2 separate regions of the Mus musculus genome follow, and region 2 is linked to region 1. Evidence: chromatin contacts called from public HiChIP or PLAC-seq data. All regions are on one chromosome and are shown on one strand. Each heading gives the region's core, a stretch centred on a gene start, on an enhancer-like site or on the middle of the called end of the contact. The rest is flanking DNA. Distances are from core to core; before and after follow the strand shown. Region 1 has its middle 12 kb from the start of Gm41214. Region 2 holds the start of Tsc22d1 (TSC22 domain family, member 1).

The links. HiChIP or PLAC-seq counts read pairs in DNA pulled down with a chosen protein or histone mark.
Region 2: an H3K27ac HiChIP or PLAC-seq map of thymic regulatory T cells shows a contact between it and region 1, with 5 times the contacts expected there. The contact joins the promoter of Tsc22d1 here to the enhancer-like site in region 1. A contact is called at or near these places in 7 of 39 promoter capture datasets (3T3-L1-derived adipocytes, the SN4741 cell line, cranial neural crest and 4 more), 3 of 484 Hi-C or Micro-C datasets (CD4 T cells, psoas muscle and regulatory T cells), 20 of 115 datasets of contacts at active chromatin or transcription factors (bone marrow-derived macrophages, craniofacial prominence, effector CD8 T cells and 17 more) and 3 of 9 other capture datasets (adipose tissue, embryonic stem cells and pancreatic islet).

What each region holds. Positions count from the first base shown.
Region 1 is chr14:76,215,285-76,219,947 of GRCm38.p6, reverse strand. No RefSeq gene overlaps it. Among named protein-coding and RNA genes, the nearest start is that of Gm41214, 12 kb to the right of the region's middle. Within about 2 kb of position 2,652, at least 64 of the 459 cell types and tissues checked have an H3K27ac peak or open chromatin away from gene starts, as enhancers often do. A contact at or near this core is called in effector CD8 T cells, memory CD8 T cells, regulatory T cells and 2 more, where this site is marked.
Region 2 is chr14:76,413,252-76,417,914 of GRCm38.p6, reverse strand. Tsc22d1 (TSC22 domain family, member 1) reads right to left here and starts at 2,094. Exons shown (of 3, transcript NM_207652.3): 1 at 1-2,094. The coding sequence starts at 1,832.

The DNA.
Region 1 (4,663 bases), core at 1,403-3,902:
ATTTCTGAGTTTGGGGACAGCCTGGTCTACAGAGTGAGTTCCAGGACAGCCAGGACTATACAGAGAAACCCTGTCTCGAAAAAACAAAAACAAAACAAAACAAAAAAACACACCCCCCACAAGAAATTCCAGTTTAAAACAAGGTTTTAGTATTTTTTTAAAGCTCCAAAATCAGGAATCTCCTCCCCAAAATCTAAAGGCGTGCACTTGTACCAGCAGGGTAATCTCATAAACTGTCCAGCTAGCTGCCTTACTGTCGGGATGAGGATGGGCGAGTGCCCAGTGAGACGTTTCCCTCCTGTCCCCTGCCCAGGGAGCCCAGATGTCACTCAGCATTTGAAATCATAGAACAAATATGCCATAGATATAGGCATATTTCGAGTATGCTTTCCTGGTTTGTGCTACCAAATGACTTCCATAAGAAGACAAAAGAAATCTAAGCCCTAAGCTTAATTTACTTAGTGTACTTAATTTTACTTAGTGTAGAATTTCCACATTTTGAGGAAAGTTAGCCCTGTGATCTTATACACTTTTGCCAAAACTAAAAATGACAGCTTGTATAGATTAATAAGCCTACAGTAGGGTTTTAATTGTTTGTTTGTTTCGGTAGGGGTTTCTCTGTGTAGCATTGGCTGTCTTGAAACTGGCTCTGTAGACCAGGCTGGCCATGAACTCAGAGATCCACCTGCCTCTGCCTCCCTCCTAAGTGCAGGGACTAAATAAAGGCATGTGCCACCATACTCGGCTTTACACTAGGGTCTTAAAATACACCTGCACTAAAGTTACTACTGTTATTATTCCTATCTTACAGATGTAGAAACTGAGGCACGGGGTGTTTAAGTAATCTTCTTAAGAGTAAGTCATTTCCAGGTTAGTTCAAACTTTCTTTAGAGCCATCCTTCCCAGTAGAGTAGATGTTGGCCATACAGCGCTACCATGCCCTGAAGTTTGCTTCATCTCGATTAAGATGTGTGGTGTGTGTAAAATATAGATTTTGATGATTTGTATAGTGAAAAGAATGTAACAAATCACACTAATAATTTTTGAAATCGCATTATTTGTGTGTGTGTGTGTGTGTGTGTGTGTGTGTGTGTGTGTGTGTGTGTGTGTATACCTCAAATGAGTGTAAGTACTCACAGCGGCCAGAAGAGGGCATCAGGCCCCCTGAAATTAGAGTTATAGAAGTTTGTAAACCTCCCAGTGTGGGTTCTGGGAAACAAAGTAGGAACTTCCGGGAGAGGGGCAAGCACTCCTAACCACTGAGCCACCTCTCTGAAGTAGCACTGATTTTTTAAAATATTAATTATGGGCTAGTGAGATAGATCAGCAGGTAAAGGTATTTGTCTTGAAAGCCGGGTAGCTTGAGTTTAATACTGAAAGTCACAGTAGAAGGAGAAAGCCAGCACCTTAAAGTTGTCCTCTGACCCCACATACACTATAGCCCATGAACACACACATTCACACACACATCATACATATTAACACACATACAATATAATAAAATATTTTTACTTAAAAAGCTATTATTTGTTAAAATATCTGAGCTATATTATATAGGATGAAACATGGCATTAAAATTAATTTCACCTTAGGTTTTATGTGGCTCTTAGATAAATTAACATCTGTATGACCTGTACTAGTGGCTCAAATTGTGTCTATGGGGCCACATGTTGCCGACCTTGAATTTTTCACCATTTTGCCTTCCCTTCCAAGAGGAAGAGTCTATACTACTTGTGTTTCTGAGAAAGTGTTGCCTTTTTTGCCCTCCCTTATGTATGTGGGGAAATTGAGGTCTAAGATAGTAAAGAACAGAAGTCAAACATTAACCCAACGCAATCTCCAGACATGCTAAGAGAACAAGAGAGCACACACTCTCCTCCCAGTGTGACAGGTTGGACCTGCTTTTCTAGCTTGCTCTGAAGCCACCGAATTCAAGGTTAGCAGCCATGTGCGGTCCAGCATCTGATCATAGCCAAGGCTGTTCCTGCTTTCATTCTTGCTTTCCATTCGGGATGCATCGCAGCAGGCTGGGAAGGTGCCAGTTTGTGAAGCTTTTATCCTGGAACCATGGGTTATTTTTATAGGACCAATATAGTAGTCCTAATTAATGGCAATTGTTGGTTCCCTTTACCAAGGCACATGTACAATACGCTGACTGGGCCACTGGAGTTAAGAGTGTGTACAGCTATTGCAGAGGACCCGAGTTCTGTTGCCAGGACAGGCATTGACAACTGCCTGCGACTTCAGGTCTATAGAGAAGTTGATGCCTTCTTTTGATCTCCATGGGTACCATCCCCCCACCCTTGAACCCATACACAGACACTAACATGATTTCAAAGAATGAAATGATGACAAGGCACATTCCACTTCATTGCAAGGCACAAGGTCTCCTTAACAAAGCTAAGCTGTTCCACAGCTCTACCAGAGAAGACAAGGCTGCATTTTCTTATTTTCCCATGAAAGGACCCCAAACAGGAAATAGTTCCTGAAACAGGAGCTTTTCCACAGCTCTGACATAACAGAGCAGGACGTGACAATGAAAACCACAGTTCACCGAAACTCCTGCTGAGCTCCAGGAGCGCCCAGCCCCAACCCCAACCCCAACCCCAACCCCATCCTGTGCTGGGCATTTCCCATTACCGCTTACTTGCTCAATGCGCTTGCGCACAGGGCAGCGTCTCAGCTTCGTTGTTCCTCTATGACGTCTATACCCAGCCTTTATAACAGTCCAAGTTTTTGCACCTGTGCCCAGCCCCCAGCTTGACCTTTTCGAGTTCTTCCTCCAAGTTTTTCTTGTATTGATCTTTCTCTCTAAAACCTTCTAACTCTTTTCTGTCCCTTGAAAGCTTGCAAACGAAGGGGTTATGGCACTGAAAACCACACTGTGGAAGTGGTGAGGCTGGTTCTTCTCCGCAGCCCCTCCTTCACAAGGATTAAGTGTTCCTAGGTTATGTCCCAGTGATGGGCAGCTGTCCCCACACCCTTTAGGATCAGTTAATGACAGAGGGAACAGACCTCAGTCTAAATATAAGCTCAACTGTTCTCTCACCAGTTCCCGGCTCCTCTCATTGAATGTTACCTTTCTCCTTGTGTTAACTAGCTCTCCCATTCGCTGTGGCAAGGTGGAGGAGTACTGAAAACCCCGATGCTCAGATTCAGGTCCCTGCTCCTCCGCTGACTGTTTTTGGCTTTAAACTTGAGTCCAGTTGCTCCATGAAGTATTGACAGATCAGACTGGCTGACTCCTAAAAGCCCTTGCTGTCTATGACCCCTCTGGAAATTAGTTTTCACTTCTCAAAATGTTGATTTCCTGTGCCTCTGACTCGGTAGCTCTGTGGTGACCTGTGAGAAGCTGACTGGCCAGGTCCCCTTGCAAGGTATTTATGGTAATTGCATCCCACACTCCGGGGAAATGCCCGAGTTATATTATAGGTGCAACGGGGTTAACATAATCTTTTTGTTTAACAGAAAGGAAGTTAATCTGCAACGTTCATTTCTAGGAAACTTGAGTGTGAACTGAGTGGACATTCAGTTGTATAAGGAGCTCAGGAAATGGTTTATTTTCTGTTTTAGGGATTCCCACCTAAATAGAAGCACCCCATCTACCCTCCAGTGTACTTCCAGAATTGTTGGTCATCTCCAAAACATGTCTCCCTGTCTCCAGTTTTCTCTCCCCAGGGGCATTTAGCACAGGGCAGGCAGGTAAATTATTCTTAACGCCGCTTGTACACTCTGTCCCTGCTCACAAGCCTCCAGCTCCCTGAGGCTGGATAGACTGAAGACAACCTATTCAGACCAGCAGGTCAAAGCCACCGACATCAGACCACCACGGTCCTAGACAACCTTTCCCACGAGTGCTTCCTAAGCCCGATGCCCAGAGCTCCCCTACACATCCAGTGCAGCCAGAGCACCCCACACCACATTCTGTCCAGCCCACTTCTCTCTCAGAAACACCCCTTTTCACCTGAACAGCTTTTCTACTCGACCAAATCAATGCCAAAGCACATTATAAATAATAAGATTCTCTCTCCTTCCAAACCCCACAAACGAGCATTGTCTTGTGTGTGTGCAAATATGACACCCTTTTCTATAAGGGACTTTAGCACCTAGGATTTACATGTGAATGGAATGCTGAGGGTCATCTGTACAAAGTCAAGAAGTGGTTATTCTCCACCTAGATGAATCCAGGGTGCTGTGACCACACAAGATGTACTGTTGGTATTATTTACCCTCAAACACATGCAAGGAGCACCAGGTATCACACATAACAATCGCTTGTCCCTGCTTGTTTTAAGTTTCCCTTTTAGTATTAAAGTCAACTATTTCAACCACCAAACCATTGAGGTGCTTGCTCTGTAGACCAAGCCTAGGAAAGACTTTTTTCCTTAAGTAGAAAACTTGGAGTCACCCACTCTAGTTCCCCTCCCTCCCCACACCATGTATCCATTATCTGCTGAATTAAATACTTGACTTCTAAAGAAATATAAGTACTCTATTAAAAAAAAGTCAAACAAGAGGAAATAAAAACATAAAATACAAATAGAAGAGAGAGAGAGAAAGGAAGGAAGGAAAGAAAGAAAGAAAGAGAGAGAGAAAGAGAGAAAGAAAGAAAGAAAGAGAGAGAGAGGAAGGAAGGAAGGAAAGAGAGAGAGAAAGAAAGAAA
Region 2 (4,663 bases), core at 845-3,344, 200 kb before region 1:
TATGGCAGCTGCGGTTGAGCCAGGCTGGAAACAGAAGGCTGCTGACCTACAGCCGCCGTGATGCCGACCACGCTGACAGGGGAAGGCTGGATACCAGTTGCGGCACTCATGGTGGCTTGCAGAGGGACAGGCTGAAGAGTCTGCTTCTGCTGAAAGCTCAACTCTTGAGGCTGTAACTGTACTTGTGACATCTGTGACTGAGAAATACTCTGTGGCATACTAACCGCCGCAATACTCTGTGGAGCAGGGCTACTGAACTCTAGCTGTTGGAGAGCCACACCTTGAAGACCTGGAGGCGCTGGTGGTAGCGGCGGCTGCTGCGGCGCCACCACAGCCGGGGCTCCCATCATCTCTCCACTTCCCACACTCTCCGTGTAGTGACTCAGTGTGCTCACACTACTGCTCACAGAACTCCCACTAGTGCTCTCCCTCTCCGAGGACGATGCTTCCGTGGGGGTTTGCTTCACCGTCTCCACCACTTTATTGACGGCCACGCCTTCTGTAGCTGGCACAGCGTTTTCCTTCTCATAGAATTCTGTGCAAGTCCATCGACCTTTTTTAAAGGGTTCAGAAGTAGAGTCTAACTTCACAACCCTGAACCTCGATGTGTTAACTGTTGGTTGCTGCTGCTGCTGCTGCTGCTGCTGACTGGAAACCACTCCCACAGTGATACCTGCAGCTGCATTAAGGACACTGTTAGCAACAGGAGAGGAAGAAACGGTACCATTGCCCATGCCACTCAAGATACTCGAATTAACAACACTGGTAACTCCAGGCCCACCACTTATGCTAGCAGCATTAGGGATATTGCTTGTATTTATATTAGCATTACCATGCACGCTGTTCGTCACACTGGGACTGAAACTACCCACAGCAGCAATGTTAACATTATTCGTAGCGCTCGTGCCAGTAACCGAATTTATACCTAGGCTTCCTGTAGTACTTGGAGTACGGATGTTCGTCATCACTGATGCTGGTAAGCCACTCGATGGTACTGCAGGAGGAGGTGCGACTGGCACACCACCATCAGAACTTCCAGTTGTAGAGAGTTTCCTGGACACTGGGCTCGAGGGTGGCCCTCCGGGAATGGATGGACCGGCCACAGCAGCATGTGATGAATGATGGTGCCCATGGTGAAGGTGGTGCCCATGATGAGGGTGATGGTGATGATGGAGGTGGTGGGGATGGGCATTCCCATTGATCACAACGTTCTGTTGTGGAAGGTGAGGCAAATGAGGCTGAGGAAGGTGGGGCTGGTTAGGAGAGACTGCCCCAGGTGTCTCAGCTTCCTGGAAGTTATTCAGAGTCTCCTCTGAGGAGCTTCGTTCAGGCTCACCTAAGTCAGTGGCCCTGGAAAGGGAGACGTCGAGGATCTCGGAAGAGGAGAGATCTTCCGTGTGCGACTCATCCAGATCGTCGTAGCTCTCGGTGTCCTCCGCGATGCTGTTGTTGGAGCTGATGCTGGCAGAGATCTGAGCCGGAGTAACGCTAGTTATCTGGAAGCCACTTTTCTTTTTCATCTGAGTTCCGCCTGGCGCAAGAGGCTGTCCCTGCAGCTGAGCCTGCGAGAGGAGGTTCAGGCTTTGTGGAGGCGGAGGCTGGGGTCCCTGCGTGGAAGATGCAGCAGGAGGCGGCGGCTGGAGCAGCGAAGGAGGAGGAAAATCTTCAGAAGATGGAGCAGCACCACTGACGCCCGTACCTGCTGCATTGAGAGCAGAGGCGCTGCCACCACCGCTGCCCCTTCGAGGGAACATTGCCGGGTGCGCCATCTTCCTAGCACTAATGTCTGCAGCAGCGGCCGCCGCGGCGGTGGACTCCGGCGGCTGGTGCATTGTGCTGGGTACCGGGGGGCGGAGGAGGCAAGTGCAATTTCCTTCTGCACCGTAATCTTTGTATGGAGAAGCCGGAGAGACGAACAGGACCTGAAGCTCCGCCCGACGCGATCCCTCCTCCTCCTCCTCCTCTGCCGAAGGCGCCGGCTGCTCGTGCCTTCGAGGGCTAACTTCGGGAAGGGAGGATGAACCGGGTGAACCAGGTGGCTGGGGAACCGAAGGGGGACCCCTTCAGTCCTTCGCCATTCACTTCCCCCTCCAGTCACACACCCCCCTTTATATTCCGCTTCACGTGGGGTGCGGGGCGGGAGGGAGGGGAGCCCAGGAGGGGGCGGGGGAGGCGAGGAGAAGCGAGAAATGCCCACCTTCTTTGGCCAACTCCGGAGCCAGCTCAACCCCCTCCTCCCGCGGCGACGGCCGCTGCAAAAGCCCCTCCGCTCGTCCTGCACCGAGGCAGCGCGGAGCGAGCGGTCGCCCCGGCCCTCGCCACCCCCGGCGCCGCGGCCGCCGGCGAGCCCTGAGCTCAGCGTCGCTCCAACCTCCCCTGCCGGCGCGGCCGGCCCCGCTCGGGCCTCCCCCCACGGCCCGCGGCCCCTCTCAAACCCCCTGGGCTCGCGACGGCTGCTCCGGGAGGAAAGGCTGGCCGCGGCTGGGGCCCGGGCGGCGCGGCTGCGAGCGGGGCGGTGGCGGGGCGCCCGGTACGGTGAGCCCAGCAACGAGGCGCGGGCGGGCGCGCAGAGACGCCGGATCCTCGCGGAGCGCGGCCGGGGCGCGGCGGCGGCGGCGGTGGCGGCAGCAGCAGCGGGAGCCCAGGGACCGCTCCATCACTGGCAGCCATGGAGCCCGAGCATTTTCCTCCCTCGGGGCAGGCGCTCGGCTCGCCACACGTCCTCGGAGAGGAAGGGCGCCGGCGCCCGGGCTGCTCCGGCGGGCGGCGGGACGTGCGCGGGAGCGGAGGGGCGAGCTCGCGTCCTCTTCTCGGCCCGCCGGCTGGTTCGGCACCGAGCTGCTCCCGCGACCGGGAGGGAGGGAGAGAGGGAGGGAGGGGGCCGCGGGCGGCGGTGGCTCCTTTTCGCGGCGGTGGCGGCCAGACGGGGCTGGTGCAGCGGCTGCAGCCGACGCCGTTCAAAGAAATGAGAGGTGGGGTTGGTCGGTGGCGGCGCGGGGCGGGGGAGTGGGAGGGCGTCGGGCGAGGAGGGGGCTGTGATGGTTGTTACTAGTGCTCTTCTCGGGCTGCTCCGTATCCCCTGGTCTCTCGCGGCATCAAGAGAGGAGGGACCAGCGCCCCAGCGCGAGAGGAGGAGGGTCGAGCTCTGACCGAGGAGAAGGAGGAGGAGGAGGTGGCAGGGGGGAGGGGTCGTGGAGGAGAGGAGGGAAGATGGCGTCTGCGCGTGCGCGCCGGCGCTGCAGACATAAAGCCGGGTCTGACCAGGGGAGGTGGCCTGTCTTCGGTCCGCGCCGAGCTCTCGGCTCCGTCTCCCACGGAAATTACCGAAGGCCGGCGGAGTCGCCGACGCCGGAGGGCGGTGGGGGGTGGGGCACTCGGGCGCGCGAGCGAGCGAATCCGGGTCGCGTGGAGAGGCTGGGGTGGGGCTGGGAGGGGGGGGGGGAACCACGCCGCGCGCGTGCGCGCAGGTTAGGCGTGTCCGCTGCTGTCTCCCACGCGGACCCCGGCGGCGAGGCGGGTGCGGAGCGCTAGGTCTCGGGTGTGCGCGCCCTGGGGCGGTGGCTCCCCCGCCCCGGCCTGCGGAACGGGTAATGAGGCTTTTCTCCTCAGCAACAGCAGCATCACGAGTTGCAGCTCCCAGGAGCCCTCCGCTGCTGCCACGACATGAGTCAGGCTTTCTTCCTCGGCGCGTGGCGGAACCCTCCTCCTCCTCCTTCTCCAAGCAGCAACCTGGCCTCCCCCTCGACCCGCACCGCCCTCGCCCCTTCCGGGGATGCCCCGATAGAATCGGGTGTCTTCCCCCACAGCAGTGGTACCTTTTGTGCAGAGCGGTGGTAGTTGCCACGCGGTCCCTCGCCCTTCGACGGGCAGGGTCGAGACTGCTAGCATGTGGCACGGATGTTTGCAGGGAATCTCCCAAGCCCCTCCAAGGGAAGGCTCTTACAAAAGGGAGTGATCCTTGCTGTCCTTCCTTATCGGGTGGGAAGAAGCTAGCCGGCCCTGCCAGCTAACCAACCAACAGGTGGAGCTTCCCTCCAGCCATTTATTGTCTTTGTGTCCTTGCTGTGGCCCTTAGAGAGGTAAAAGGTTAGGGCTTGGTTTTAGTGGAATTTAAAGGAAATTTGTAAAGAATGCCTTTTAGGGCTAGAAAAGCAAAAAGACTGGTAAAGTGCCCCCCCCCTTTTTTCTTTTTAACTAAAACTAGATTTCATGGATTTAGGTAGGTTTGCTTGGAGACAATTTTCTGTTAGCTGCCTCCGAAGTATTACATGTCAAAACCTCTCAAAGCAGGGCTTTGCTTCTAACCAAGAATGTAAATCTCACCCAGGAAATTTTTTAAGCTGAGGTGAAAAGGGTTGTTTGAGAGCGGTTTGTTTCTGTTCTAGTTTAGGTTTCAGGGATACAAATTGATCAGAAGAGAGACCTCTGACTCGGGAAATCACCAATTTCGTTTCTGAAGGATAACACCCAACAAACAGAAAACCAAAAACTGTTACCAGCAGTTTAACACCCCTCATTCTGTACATTAAGAGTTTGAATGTCACCTATATACTGTTGACATCTTGGCATCCTTTATCTGGTCTGTACCAAACTCTCACACGTGCCACCTCATACATGTCCCCTACAAAACAGGTGAAATTCACATTATTTTGATTTTTTTAAA